4 separate regions of the Rattus norvegicus genome follow, and regions 2, 3 and 4 are each linked to region 1. A link is a contact called in public Hi-C data. All regions are on one chromosome and are shown on one strand. Each heading gives the region's core, a stretch centred on a gene start, on an enhancer-like site or on the middle of the called end of the contact. The rest is flanking DNA. Distances are from core to core; before and after follow the strand shown.

Evidence for each region. A called contact is a pair of places that touch in the nucleus more often than the background predicts.
Region 2: a Hi-C map of kidney shows a contact between it and region 1, with 5 times the contacts expected there. The contact joins two enhancer-like sites. A contact is called at or near these places in 9 of 12 Hi-C or Micro-C datasets (the A7r5 cell line, Schwann cells, hepatocytes and 4 more).
Region 3: a contact with region 1 is called in a Hi-C map of kidney, with 7 times the contacts expected there. The contact joins two enhancer-like sites. A contact is called at or near these places in 11 of 12 Hi-C or Micro-C datasets (the A7r5 cell line, the Rat2 cell line, Schwann cells and 6 more).
Region 4: a contact with region 1 is called in a Hi-C map of liver, with 2.7 times the contacts expected there. The contact joins two enhancer-like sites. A contact is called at or near these places in 4 of 12 Hi-C or Micro-C datasets (Schwann cells, kidney and liver).

The regions. Positions count from the first base shown.
Region 1 is chr5:117,528,165-117,531,163 of GRCr8, reverse strand. LOC120103114 (a long non-coding RNA gene) reads left to right here. Exons shown (of 3, transcript XR_010066547.1): 3 at 1-2,999. It also overlaps a transcript of Nfia not described here. Among named protein-coding and RNA genes, the nearest start is that of Nfia, 28 kb to the left of the region's middle. Within about 2 kb of position 1,428, at least 74 of the 93 cell types and tissues checked have an H3K27ac peak or open chromatin away from gene starts, as enhancers often do. A contact at or near this core is called in Schwann cells, kidney and liver, where this site is marked.
Region 2 is chr5:117,781,552-117,784,550 of GRCr8, reverse strand. All of the region lies in intron 4 of Nfia (nuclear factor I/A), which reads right to left. Among named protein-coding and RNA genes, the nearest start is that of Nfia, 230 kb to the right of the region's middle. Within about 2 kb of position 1,455, at least 53 of the 93 cell types and tissues checked have an H3K27ac peak or open chromatin away from gene starts, as enhancers often do. A contact at or near this core is called in Schwann cells, kidney and liver, where this site is marked.
Region 3 is chr5:117,346,788-117,349,786 of GRCr8, reverse strand. It overlaps LOC102553524 (a long non-coding RNA gene), which reads left to right. Exons shown (of 4, transcript XR_010066549.1): 4 at 2,900-2,999. Among named protein-coding and RNA genes, the nearest start is that of Nfia, 210 kb to the left of the region's middle. Within about 2 kb of position 1,461, at least 2 of the 93 cell types and tissues checked have an H3K27ac peak or open chromatin away from gene starts, as enhancers often do. A contact at or near this core is called in kidney, where this site is marked.
Region 4 is chr5:117,688,772-117,691,770 of GRCr8, reverse strand. The region is part of intron 2 of Nfia (nuclear factor I/A); the gene reads right to left. Among named protein-coding and RNA genes, the nearest start is that of Nfia, 130 kb to the right of the region's middle. Within about 2 kb of position 1,435, at least 9 of the 93 cell types and tissues checked have an H3K27ac peak or open chromatin away from gene starts, as enhancers often do. A contact at or near this core is called in liver, where this site is marked.

The sequences.
Region 1 (2,999 bases), core at 179-2,678:
GACAGGAGAGCTTGTGGAAGCCATAACAGTGTTCAGATTTCATGTGTCTAAATCTCCACTCAAACCCTCTTAGCAAACACAACCCAAGCCGAACATTCCTAGTCCTCCAGGGGTTTCCACACTGTTAGGTAGTGTCTTCTTAAATTATCTCTTGGAAAGAGGATACCAACTTTCAGTAAACCAGTAAGTGCTCCCTTGCTCCTGGTAAGTTATATTCATCAAGTGTGGGCTACAAGCTAGTCATTCAAGACCTTGGCCCAGGTCTCAACCCTGGAATAGGAATGAAGACTTCATTTATGGCTTGGGGGGGGGGGGGACCCTTTTCATCCAGTTTACCAAGGAGGAAGAGTGCTGAGTGCAATGTGGGCACCCACTTTGTAGGAGACACAATCCATCCACCAGCTTTGCTAACATTGGAAGCACAATCTCAACATGTCCACCATTCTCTGCATAAATGCCCTGGTAGGGGACCAGATCACGAGGCCTTTGTGGTTTCTGTCTCTTTTACCCACCAGCTCGGTGAATAAATCACACACCTGCCCTCTCAAAAGAGGCCAAATCCAGTTTCTGCCTCCCAGGGAGTATGAAGATCACTTTTGTTGGAGTTACTGCCCAAAGCAATTGCTTGAAGTTTTAAGACTCACGTAGAGACTAGGCCTGGTGATATTCCTGCTAAAGTTAACCCTAGGGAAGAGTGCAGTGCTGGAATTCCAAGATCAGAGTGTTAAAATGGGTCTCAATGTAATGGTTCCATAACAGTATTTTCTATTTCTCGTATTCCCTTCTTAGGGGCGGCACATCTGAAGCACAAGAGACTAATAGATACACTCCAACTTTCCTCAAGATAAAAGCTGCCACTAAATGGAGTTGCAACCAAGCGTCGCAACTGCACATACCCCGTTGCCATTGTTTATTTAAATTTACCCCAACAGTTATTTTATGGACTTGAGGACGTGTAACAGGTTCTAATTGGTAGGGGGCGGGGAAAGTCTAGTCAGGTGTCTTTTACTGTTTTCCGATCAAAGAAAGAGTTTGGGTAAAAGAGTAAGCTTTTTGCAGTGTATTTTCTAAGCATTCTTTTCAGTGGCTGTAGGCTTTCCTTCCCTAGACCTCTAAGAGTCATACAGTTCCGCTTTCACTTTTCCTCCCCACAGCCTCGCTAACACACTCTCCCGCCTGTCCCAGGCCGCTGGTACGGAGCGGAGGACCCCCACGATTCCCCCTAACCTAACATGCTCAACTTCAGAAGCTTCTAGGAGAAAATGTCTTCTTCGCGAAGTACAGTCGGAGCAAATCATCCACCTAGAGTTCCCTCCGCTGCTGCAGTAGAAAGGACTTCGGTTGATCTTCAAGCTGGAACCCGCGCACGGGACGTATCCGCCGGTGGCCGCAGCGGAGCAACCCAGGCCGGAGGTTGGCGCCGCCCTACACGTCCTCCCGCCCCGCGGGACATCCCAATGACCCGGTCACTCAGCGCCCAGCCACCGTGGGACCCCACTCTCCTTCCCTACTCTGTTCCGTCTCTCGAAGTGCCCCCAGCCCAGCTGCAATGTGATCACTCCCGACACCCGGCTCCATCGCGTATAACCCCACGCGGGTGAGCTGGGATTCGAATATGGGAACTCAATTTCGCAACGAAAAAGCTCAGGGCCAGGACCGGGTCAGAGGGAAGAAAGACCTTGAAGAGACCGCCCAGGGTGCAGATAGCAGGTCCTGAGGAGGCGGTCTGCGGTTCCCTAAGCAGACTCTGCAGGTGCACCCTGCTGCTTCTCTTGCAAGTCTTTTGAGGTTTGACCTTTTAGAGCTTTGTAAAGTTGTCTCTCCCCGCCCCTCAATCACGGGGTCACACTAGGGATCACACTGTCCTCAGTCCTCTAGTCCCATTGCTGACTTTGGGGAAAGGGGTATAAGAATGAGGGTGGCCTGGGCCGCAGGACTATTGGGGTTCGAGCACCGCTCTGGAGCGCCACGCTGGGCAGAGAGCGCTCAGAGCTCGATCACTACGCTCTACCACTTGGGAAGTGCAGCTTAATCGTTCAGCTCCGCCCACCCCGGAGGAGCGGGGGTGGGGTGGGGGTGGAAGGGGGGAGTGAGGTCGGGGGAGAAAAGAACAGAGAGAGAGAGAGAGAGAGAGAGAGAGAGAGAGAGAGAGAGAGAGAGAGAGAGAGAGAGAGAGAGAGAGAGAGAGAGAGAGAGAGAGAGAGAGAGAGAGAGAGAGAGAGAGAGAGAGACTGGTGACCCGGGTTCTCTTCTTTCAAGTTCCCCTAAGCGAAGCAGGGCGCCACCTACAGTCGAGTTCTAACTAGCACGTTGGTGAGAAGGCTGGTGAACCTTTCCTAAACAAGGCCGGATTTTGGGCACAGCCATCTCATATTTGTAATCACTCCAGACCGATCGGTCTGTTGGCAGGCAGCAACAGACGAGACCATACCGAAAATGCGCGTTGGAGGCGTGCAGAAGTTGGGAAACAGAACAGTACTAGCTCTGATTGGACTTGTTCGCGCTCTAATGGTTTGGCTGGATTTTGATTCCAGTATCTCCTCCAGGTTTCAGCCAAGGAGAGCAGCAGTCAATTTCATTAGGAAGAGTATCTGTGTGACCTTAAACAAGTCGCTCCGTCATTCACTCTCCTTTCTCATCTCCTTTAGAACTATAGCTGTGATAGTTTTTTTTCCCCCTAAATTAATGAGACAAAGTAGGTGAGAAACTGCTGGTGCTAAGAGCTCCTACCTATTTTTAAAGGAGGGGAAACCTTCTGAAAAATAAAACTTTAAAGCCATTGAATATGTGTTTTCTGCTCCATGAAAGATTAGGTCTTTATAAGGAAGAGATGAGAAAGCCAGCCAAGTGGCCCCAATAACTGATTCAAGCACTGGCTATTGGCTCTTCTCTCTAGCTAATCTCCTCATAGACAAAGGAAACATATTAATGGCTGGCTGTGACTACTTAATTACCATTTTGTTTTATAAATTGTTAATTACCACGTGGATGTCATATGA
Region 2 (2,999 bases), core at 206-2,705, 250 kb before region 1:
AAATTGTATTGAGTCGTACTGGGAGGAAATCTGTTCCTTAAGCCAGATAGGCTGATAGTTTTTTTTCCTTCCTAAGAGTGTGGCAACATTTATTATTTCCTCTCTGTGTGGGGGCTTGATTAGAACTAGAAAATGAGACATTTCCCATGGTGTAATACATTTAGAATGAAATGGCTTAGATGTGGGAAAAAAAATTTAAGGGGTTGATTAGAATTTTCTATTATATAGCTTATTTAACAGATTTTCTTTTAAAGCTGCATTTTGGACATAGAGATGATTTTTTTTAAAGGCCACCCAACCTATTGTCTACTATACACCAGACCTTCCTTCCAGAGGGGTTGGTGCTGGCTTCTCCACATAAGATGTGTGATGTTCATTTTAAAATTACTAGTAGAGCCTGCTATTGACCATCTAATTATGCCGAGTTCCATTTATAAACATAGCTAACCACTAAGTTTATGGAGACTTTTTGTGCTGCTTTAATAGGATATTGATCGAGAGCATAGTTTGAGTGGCCTGCCATTGAATTGTGTAATGCCAAACAAAGGCAAGGTCACAGTGACGGTCCGTGCTGGGGCTGCAGCATGCGTTTTATCGTCGTCTTTTTGTTTCTTCCTCTAACGTCGAAGCCCAAAGGGCTTCTTGCTTAAAAATATAAATTGTATAAAAAATTAATTTCTGTACCACGGTCATTGTTACTGTGTGCGTTAGCTGAGGAGAGAGCTAGTAGTCTGCCGGCTCGGAGTAGGATGGTTTAAAGTTGTCCTCCTCCAAGGAAGGGAGAAAGAACTGCCACGATTTAAGGGCTAATCCTCAAAAGAGGGGGCACCAGGGACTTCTCACCTGAGACCCACTTCCTCATTAGTCTTTCCAGGTAAGGACAATTTGTATTTTCATGTTTTAGCTTCTCCCTACCAGTGTCTCATTTTTCTCATTGTGCCTTTTAGCTGAGTTAATTCCATCTCACAACTCCCATACATCAGGTTAGATTCGATTCATTGGTTCTTAGGAAACCGCTGGCCTGACAAACCTACGTGCGTGGGCATTGGAAGCCCTACCAAGGACTTGAAAAAGAAGTTTAAAACAAACGGTTTTCGGAACTCCCATGATGATTCCTGTGTGAGAATATCAGCAGTGCACGTTCCCAAGGCAGGAAACAGCCACTAGGGTGCCACCTCATGCCAAGCTGAGGCACAGGCCCTGTTCCATTCACGGCCACTCTCCATTGACAAACAACTCAGGAACCCCCGAAGTCCACCGGGTAGTCAGGCTTTGTGGCAGAGCCAGAGCAATTCATCTGCTGGACTTTAATAGATTCTGCAGCCACGGAGCAGGAACCAGAGCACAGGCCGAGTAGCTGAGAATGGTTTTCACACCCAGAGACTCTAAGGCCGGCCACAGTGTACTGAGAATCCTGGCTTTGCAGAATTCCAGGGCCGTGAAGTCATCTTGAGCCACGAAGTTTACTTAACCCTTGCAGCCAGTTTGGGTGTACAAACCACACTGGCAATCGGAATGGCCAGACCGGAGGCACAATGGCCTGTGTGTGTATCTGTGGTTTTTTACTCTTTCCCACTGAGGCCTTTAAGGTTTCAGAATCTCTCCAGCAACTTCAAGGAAAACAGTCAGCACTTTAGAAGGAAATGAGCAGGAGTGGAGTTTGGGGCAGAACTTTTTCGAGTTCACACCAGGAGGGACATTTGGCAGCCTCAGAGCACATACTCTGAGGAAACGCCTGGCACAAAATAAACAAGAGTGGGCTTGACAGAGAGCCCTTGAAGCAGTGACATTCAGCAGCCAGCAGAATGGGCTCTCCTTGGCAGCTCCTGGGAGGGGCCAATGTGGAAATGCCTGTAGAGGGCTTTGTGTAATAAAGCACCATCTCAACAGATGGCTCCTGTCTCCTCCTTCACGGGATTATGCTAAAACAACCTCACTGATTTGGAACCATAGTCGCTCCTGGGAGCCTCTCCCCTGTACTGAATTCTTCTTTTTCTCTGGCCCAGCGTGCAGTGGTCTGTGTTTTCTCCCTCTTGTGGAACAAGGTAATAAATAACTAGAAGTGTTTTCAGATGGCCCTGCCACGTGTGGAGACGGACAACAGAACAAATCCATACTCTCAGCTCCAGCGTTTCCGTTACTACAGCTCCCAAACGTTAGATGATAACAGTGAAAACTTTAAGGGTGTTAGCAGGAGACAAGGGTGAAGGAATTCATGGCTTCCCACAGCTCTCCTGGGTCAGTTGGAGTCCTGAGTCCAGCAGTTCCTTGCATCTGATCCAAGCATTTATTGTCCAGCAGCCTGACTGTCTAGTCTGACTCTCACCTAGGAATTTGTGAGGCTGAGTTTCATTGCCACCTTGGAGGTGGCACTATCCTAGACAACAACATCAGCATAGCTATTTCAGTGACTCTTCATCTGCAGATACTGAAATAGCACTCACTACTCTAGCACGGTTAGAACCTCGCTGGAATCCTGGGGGAAGTAAATATTTTCACTATCACATGTAGAAGGCCAACACTATGTATCTGGAAAGAGAAACAGTTTAAGACAAGGGTATCGTTTCTGAGTAATATGAAGTCTCCACACTGTATGAGGCCACAACCTGCTGTAATTGTGATGAGGTCGAAGAATAGGCTGGGACGCCAAGGAACAAATTCAGAGGGATTAAGGAAGTCTGATATTAGGGCCAGTAAAATATCCACACGAGGGACAAAACAACAGACAGATCCAAGAGGGGTGTGTGTGTGTGTAGTTTGAAAAGGCAAAGCACAGTGCTTTCATGGCAATGAGATGACCCTGCTTAATACATAATAGTAGACATGTGCCCTTACACATTTGTGGAGACACTTAGAATAAGTAACAGCAACAAAAGCACAAGAGTAAACCCTAATGCAAATTATGGGGTTTAATTAATAATTGTGTGCCAATACTGGCTCACCAACAGTAAGAATTCCAGCATACTACCCACAGTTGTTAATAACCAGGGTCTGGTTAG
Region 3 (2,999 bases), core at 212-2,711, 180 kb after region 1:
GCAAAAGTTAATTTGCTCATTGAGTCAAGTCATCTTCCTAGCTACTGAGTTTTTGACATAGGACTATGTTCTCAAATGATTATATTAAGAGCAAATATGTTATAGACTACAGTGGTCTTAATTTAGTAACTATGTGAGTGTGTGTGTATACATACATACATATATATATATATATTCAAATGATAGGGAAAGAATATAACAGAATACTTACTAGTTGTCAGCCTCTAGACCTCAGAGGAATAATGATAAATACTTTTATCTTTATTTCTAGAATTTTAAAGCATCATGTAATTGCATTTAAATAAAGTATGAAAGTGATTTGACAGGATGTGTGAAAATGCTTAGAAATCTTTGACTCCATATTTTCTCCTTGGGTGCATCATTAAAAAGGTGGTCTCACTACTGTATATGCACATCCTTTTGAACATTATTAAAAGTGGTGAAAAATTAGAAAAAAAACCATTCCATGCAGTACAACCACACCAAAGCATATTGTGAAGCCATGAAAGAAAATGTTGTTTACAAATGGAAAATGCTTATGCTGTAACAGTGTGAAAAAAGCAGGATGCAAAATTGAACACACAGAATGAACACAGTTCAGCAAAAACCCAGCAATCTATTCATTAAAAGACAGAAAGCATTCACATGTTAATGGTTGTGTACATAACTGATGGAATTATAATTTCTTTCCTCTTCTGCTCTTATGCAATTTCCAAAGTTCTTTTAATGAAAGGCTGCTGTTTCTCTAACAGAAACAAATAGACATTAGAAATGACTAAAACTGGAAATGTGAGCTGACTGATGATGAGTCTTAAGCTTCCTTCCATAACCCGTCATCACCTGGTCCCCTTGTCTCCATTGCCTTGATGCTTAGCTGGATATCTTCTGAGTTAGGCACAGAGGGCTGAGTGAGAACGTGAAGAGACAGGGCCATATTACAACTCTCTTGGGTACTCCAGCATGAGGACATATTCATCCCCAGACCCAGGCTTATCAGTGAAGTGATCTGTGACTAGACAAGACGTTGGGGATCTGGAGCTTAACGAGTACTGTCTGTCATCTGGAAACCTCCTAGACATCTCAACTCAACATAAACAGTTTTTGATTTCCATATTGGTTTTATAGGAATCTGATAAATGAAGAGTGATCTCAGTGTTTCGGAGCCCACTGGGTTAGGTGATCAGGACCCAGCCTCTTACCTAGGAGTTATGAGCCCATATGGAATTATGTAACTTAGTGTGTGTTTGGGGGAGGTCACAATAGCTGGCCAACAGTGAAAGGGTTTCCAAGTCTTTGGTTGTGAGCCTAGCCTTAACTGCTGAGCCTTCTCTCCAGCCTCAGTGGAAGGTTTCTGAGTATGCAACAACCAAAAGCAAATTCAAAGATAGGTGTGGAGTGAATTCGAGGTGTTCTTGGTAGTGCTCGCCTGTGCTGCATCACGTGACTTCACCACAGCCTTGGTTCTGAGAGCACAGGCAGACTTTGCCCTGCTGCTTGCTGTCATGCTGTGCCAAGCTTAGGAGTGCAGTCTGAAACACCTGGATCAGATTTGAGACCAGTGGGTATTATAAATTACAGTGTTTGTGCTGTTCATACAAAATTTTCTGCTTTTCTAGAGACAATGATTTAATTTGGGGGCAAAAAAAAAGACATCTAGCGCTCAGCATTCAACATCAAATTAGTGTATCCTTGTGTTCCGTTGCTTTAGCTTATTTAATTTTAGAAATTGCTGTTTGAGTTGATAAGTTGAATTTCTTTAAAAGTATCATTCAATGGCTCCATTAGCTACCTCTGCTAGGTAAATAGATGGACCTAGAAAAGATTATACTAAGCAAGGTAACCCAGACCCAGAAAGACACGTGCTGTGTACTCTTTCTTATGTGCAGTTCCTAGCTCAAATCTTCAGATGTGAGTATATAACATGGAGTACTACAGAAACCAGGAAATTATAAAGGGGCCATAGCAGGTCAGGGAGACTTGAGAGAGGACTAGCAGGATGTAGGTAATACGAAGCAGGAAACAGAAAAATGTCGAGGGTTGTTTGGGGAGCATGAAGACGTCAATACAGAAGGAGGAAGATGAGGAAGAGGAGGAGAAGAGTGAAGAGGAGAAGGAGGAGGGAGAGATAAAAACCTTAAGGATTTTATTATTTTACCTAAACACACACACACACACACACACACACACACACACACACACACACACACACACCCTGCACACACACCCCACATGGGCATGCATGTATGTGTACACACCTTAGAGGAAGTTAGTTACTCTACTTGGGCTGACAGTGCTTCCCCACAAGAAACATAGACTAACAAAACCTCAGGACCAAGAATGGGGCTTCCCCATTTGAATGACTGATCAGGCTAATCCAGGAGACTCTCAAAACAATAGAATCTATTGTTGTTGTCCTTGGCTGCCTCTCAGAGGCAACTAAGCCCCTATTGCTGTACCCCTATACTGCACAGTTACTGCACAAAAGTGTTTGGTCTGGATCTGATCCAAAAGCCTCTTTCCTAATTTCCAGGTTACCAGAAAATACTATGCAAGATGCCAAGATAGGGGGACAATTAATAGTCCTACCCAGTAGTGACACCTTCCAATCATGGCAATGACCAGTGTGGTAAGATAGCCATAAAGGTATAAGTGGCAGTCACATGTGGTGGTAACCAATGACTGTCTACGTGCACTTAAGCCTGTTCAACAGAAGGGATACCATGCATGTTTCTAGAAACTAGCCCACCTTCAGTGGCTAGTGAGGTCATAGATCTTAGAAGAGACTCTACTCCCACCGCTTTATCAGACTCGTCTAATTTCTGACTGTAATCTAAATCTTATCCTTAGCCCCACAGATGAGCGCAACTATCACCCCTTATCAGAATGTTTGTCTTTGCAGAAAACGGAGACCATCGCAGGAATCCACAGCTGGACACGATGCAGGCATCGACAGATCTCGGGCAGCTCTACCCCAGTGGCTTCCTCTGCATCACATTTAC
Region 4 (2,999 bases), core at 186-2,685, 160 kb before region 1:
TCTCACACGAAACTTCGAACATAAATAGAAATGTAAGCATTTCTTCTAACAATATATGGAAGAGTAAGCAGGGAGGCTTTAGAGAAGGAAGCCGCATGATACTTTCCCAAGACTATCTCTAAGTTACATTTAGCCCAGTAAAAATCAGTAAAGCTTTCCACAGAAATTTACACAAAATTTCTTACAAAATTAAGAAATTTTTAAAACAACAACAAAAAAAAAAACCCCACCAAACCTTTTAAAATATCTAACCTTTACTCCATGGATGGTTTGTTTCAGACAATTCTGATGTGATATGTTTAATTCTTCCCCTATATTTAACAGAAGATGATTTTACATCATTTGTGAAGGATGTCTGCATTCTTGGTTATAAATAGATTCTTATCGGGTCCTTTTAAAGGCTCAAATAATTAATATCAAAACAGTAATAATTAACAGCCTTTTGTTGTCCAGAATTATAGAGCTTCTTGTTTCACACAAATGTTTTTCAAAGAAAAATAAATCCTCAAATAATCAAGGCAATACTACTCAGGATCAGATACACACAGGAAGCTTCAATCACAAGGTCAGGATGTGGACAGGGAAGACTCTCTAAGATGTGCCTCTGGGTCTAGTATATGACAGATTTTAGACGTTCATAGACAGAGACACTGAGGGCTACTCACGGACAGAGATGCTAAGGGCTACCCATGGACAGAGACACTCAAGGCTACCCATGGACAGAGACACTCAAGGCTACCCATGGACAGAGACACTCAGGCTACCCATGGACAGAGATGCTTAGGGCTATGCATGACAGAGCTTCTGAGGGCTCACTACTCCTTTTCACTATAATCAAGGAACACAAACAGTAAGATGAATGCTGCAAAGGGTTTAGAACTTTAGATCTGTCAAAAGGTAAACAGTTTGTGGACCACAGGAACTTTCCTTTACACACATTAGTCCTGTCACGTTCGGGGCATTATTATTTGACTGATACCGTGAATTCTTTTGAACACCTTCCTCAGGGTAAGCACTCAGTCCTGAAGTATGGTCTAAGCCAAGCATGCACAGATGGGTGGTTACAGCTGCAGCCTCTCTGACAGGCTGCAGAAACCCTCAGGGACACCTCCCCCGGCACCAACTATCCATCTTGTTTGCTGGTACAACTCCACCTTGCTCCAGCCTTTGTTGAGCGTGTCACAGGACACTGGCCAAAATGTTACAATCTGAACAGGCCTTATTAATGGGATGAAAAATGGGCTCCTGAAACACACTTCGACGACAGTTGCATGCTCTTCCTGAAGGGTTTGATAATTTTAATAAAAAGGGGACATTATAATAAATATTGTTTTTAAATCTTCAGGATCATCAAGCAGTCTGAAGCCTCTCTATGAGAGAGTGAATGAGTCAGCTTAGTCAGTAATATCCATCCAGACTGATTAAACTGGAGCCAAAACAGATCCTCAAGATCCAGCTTATGGTGGCCACTGACTCGGAGAGAGGAAGGCAGGCTAGACCGAACCTACATGGAGCAAACGGGAGATCACAGCACGCCCAGGCCAAAGGCTCATGTACCCTTTGTGGTGCATTGCCACAGATCTCTTCAGACACCTGCTTATCCTAGAACAGCCTGAAACACAGCAGCCACAGCTAGGCAGGCCAAAGTTTTATTTACTTATCTACCTTCTGAAAAAAAAACAGTTAACGGTTCATGATCATATTAAATATACCTCTACCCAAGTTATAGCCACAAAAGGTAGAAAGATAAACAAAAAACTACACACGTGAAGAAAACACATAACGGGAGCAGAATCATGCCTAAGCACCTATTGAGGTTAAGAACTAAATTTATCTCTGAGTTTCTTGGGAGCCAAGGTAGAAAGGGAAACAGGCGTGTATACAATTCTCATGCTCTGTTCACAGAGGGCAGACCACCTCTAGTGTAACCCTTTTCTCTACTACGGCTTGCAAAAGGAACGAACCAGTCTTCAAGTTCCTATGCCCAGATCTTGCCTGCCCCTGGTTGTGCCTGACCTAGATTGCCAAAGATTATGAAATCACGCTTGATAAATAAATTGTGAAACAACTCGACCGATTTCTATGCTAAACAAAAAAGAGGAAAAGCAAATGAACAGACGTTTCCAAACATTTAAAAGTCAGAACCACTCAAAATAAAAATTGAAACCAGAGGCAAATAAAACCAACCCAAATCTTGGCGAGGCCGAATCTCAAACCCCGTCGCTACAGGCTGGGAACCAGAACAGCCAGCCAGGCTGTGTCTGTCTACCGCATATGGGGGAAGGTTCCAGGGAGTATCTCCAGGCTCATCTGATGGCATGGGTTCAACACCAGTGAATGGGCCTTAAACAAAGGGAGAGCTCCTTTGAAAATGGGCGTTTGTGAGTCACCGGTCAGTGTGGCTGCGCAGTTTGTGGGAGTGGGAGCCGCTGGCAGCGGGGCAAAACAGTACAGCTCCGGCTTTCGGAGCTTCTAAGCTCTGAAAGGCAGCGAGGTTCGAGCCGGCTGGTCACAGTGGCACACTTGGCTGAGTGCGCGGCCAGGTGGCTTGGGCATATTGGCAACAACTGGCAACCTGCCCGATACATATGGCTAAGATTGCTGCGCTCTTCCCACGAAGCCTTCCTAGACTCTTGAGCAAGCCGTCGCTTGCGCACAAAATGCGTCTGCATGTTAAATAAAATCTTTTTAATAATATCTGCTGATGTAAAATCCTTTCGCTAAAAAAGAAAATAAAAAGATGGAGGCAGGTGGCTGCCAAGCACATAATGAAAGCATCTCGTGAGAGGAGGCGCCTCTGCCGATCCCTTCCAACTGGCTTTGCCCTCACTTCTGCCCTTCTCTTTCACAAGGGTTGAAAGACCCCTTCCAGCCCTGGGAAGCCAAGGTTTGTGTGGGCTTTCAGTAGGCTGGCAAGGGGACAGGTGACCATAAATTCCTGAAAATATAAAATAAATAGAGAGACAATAAAAGCGAACCCAGTATCGGGGAGCATTATT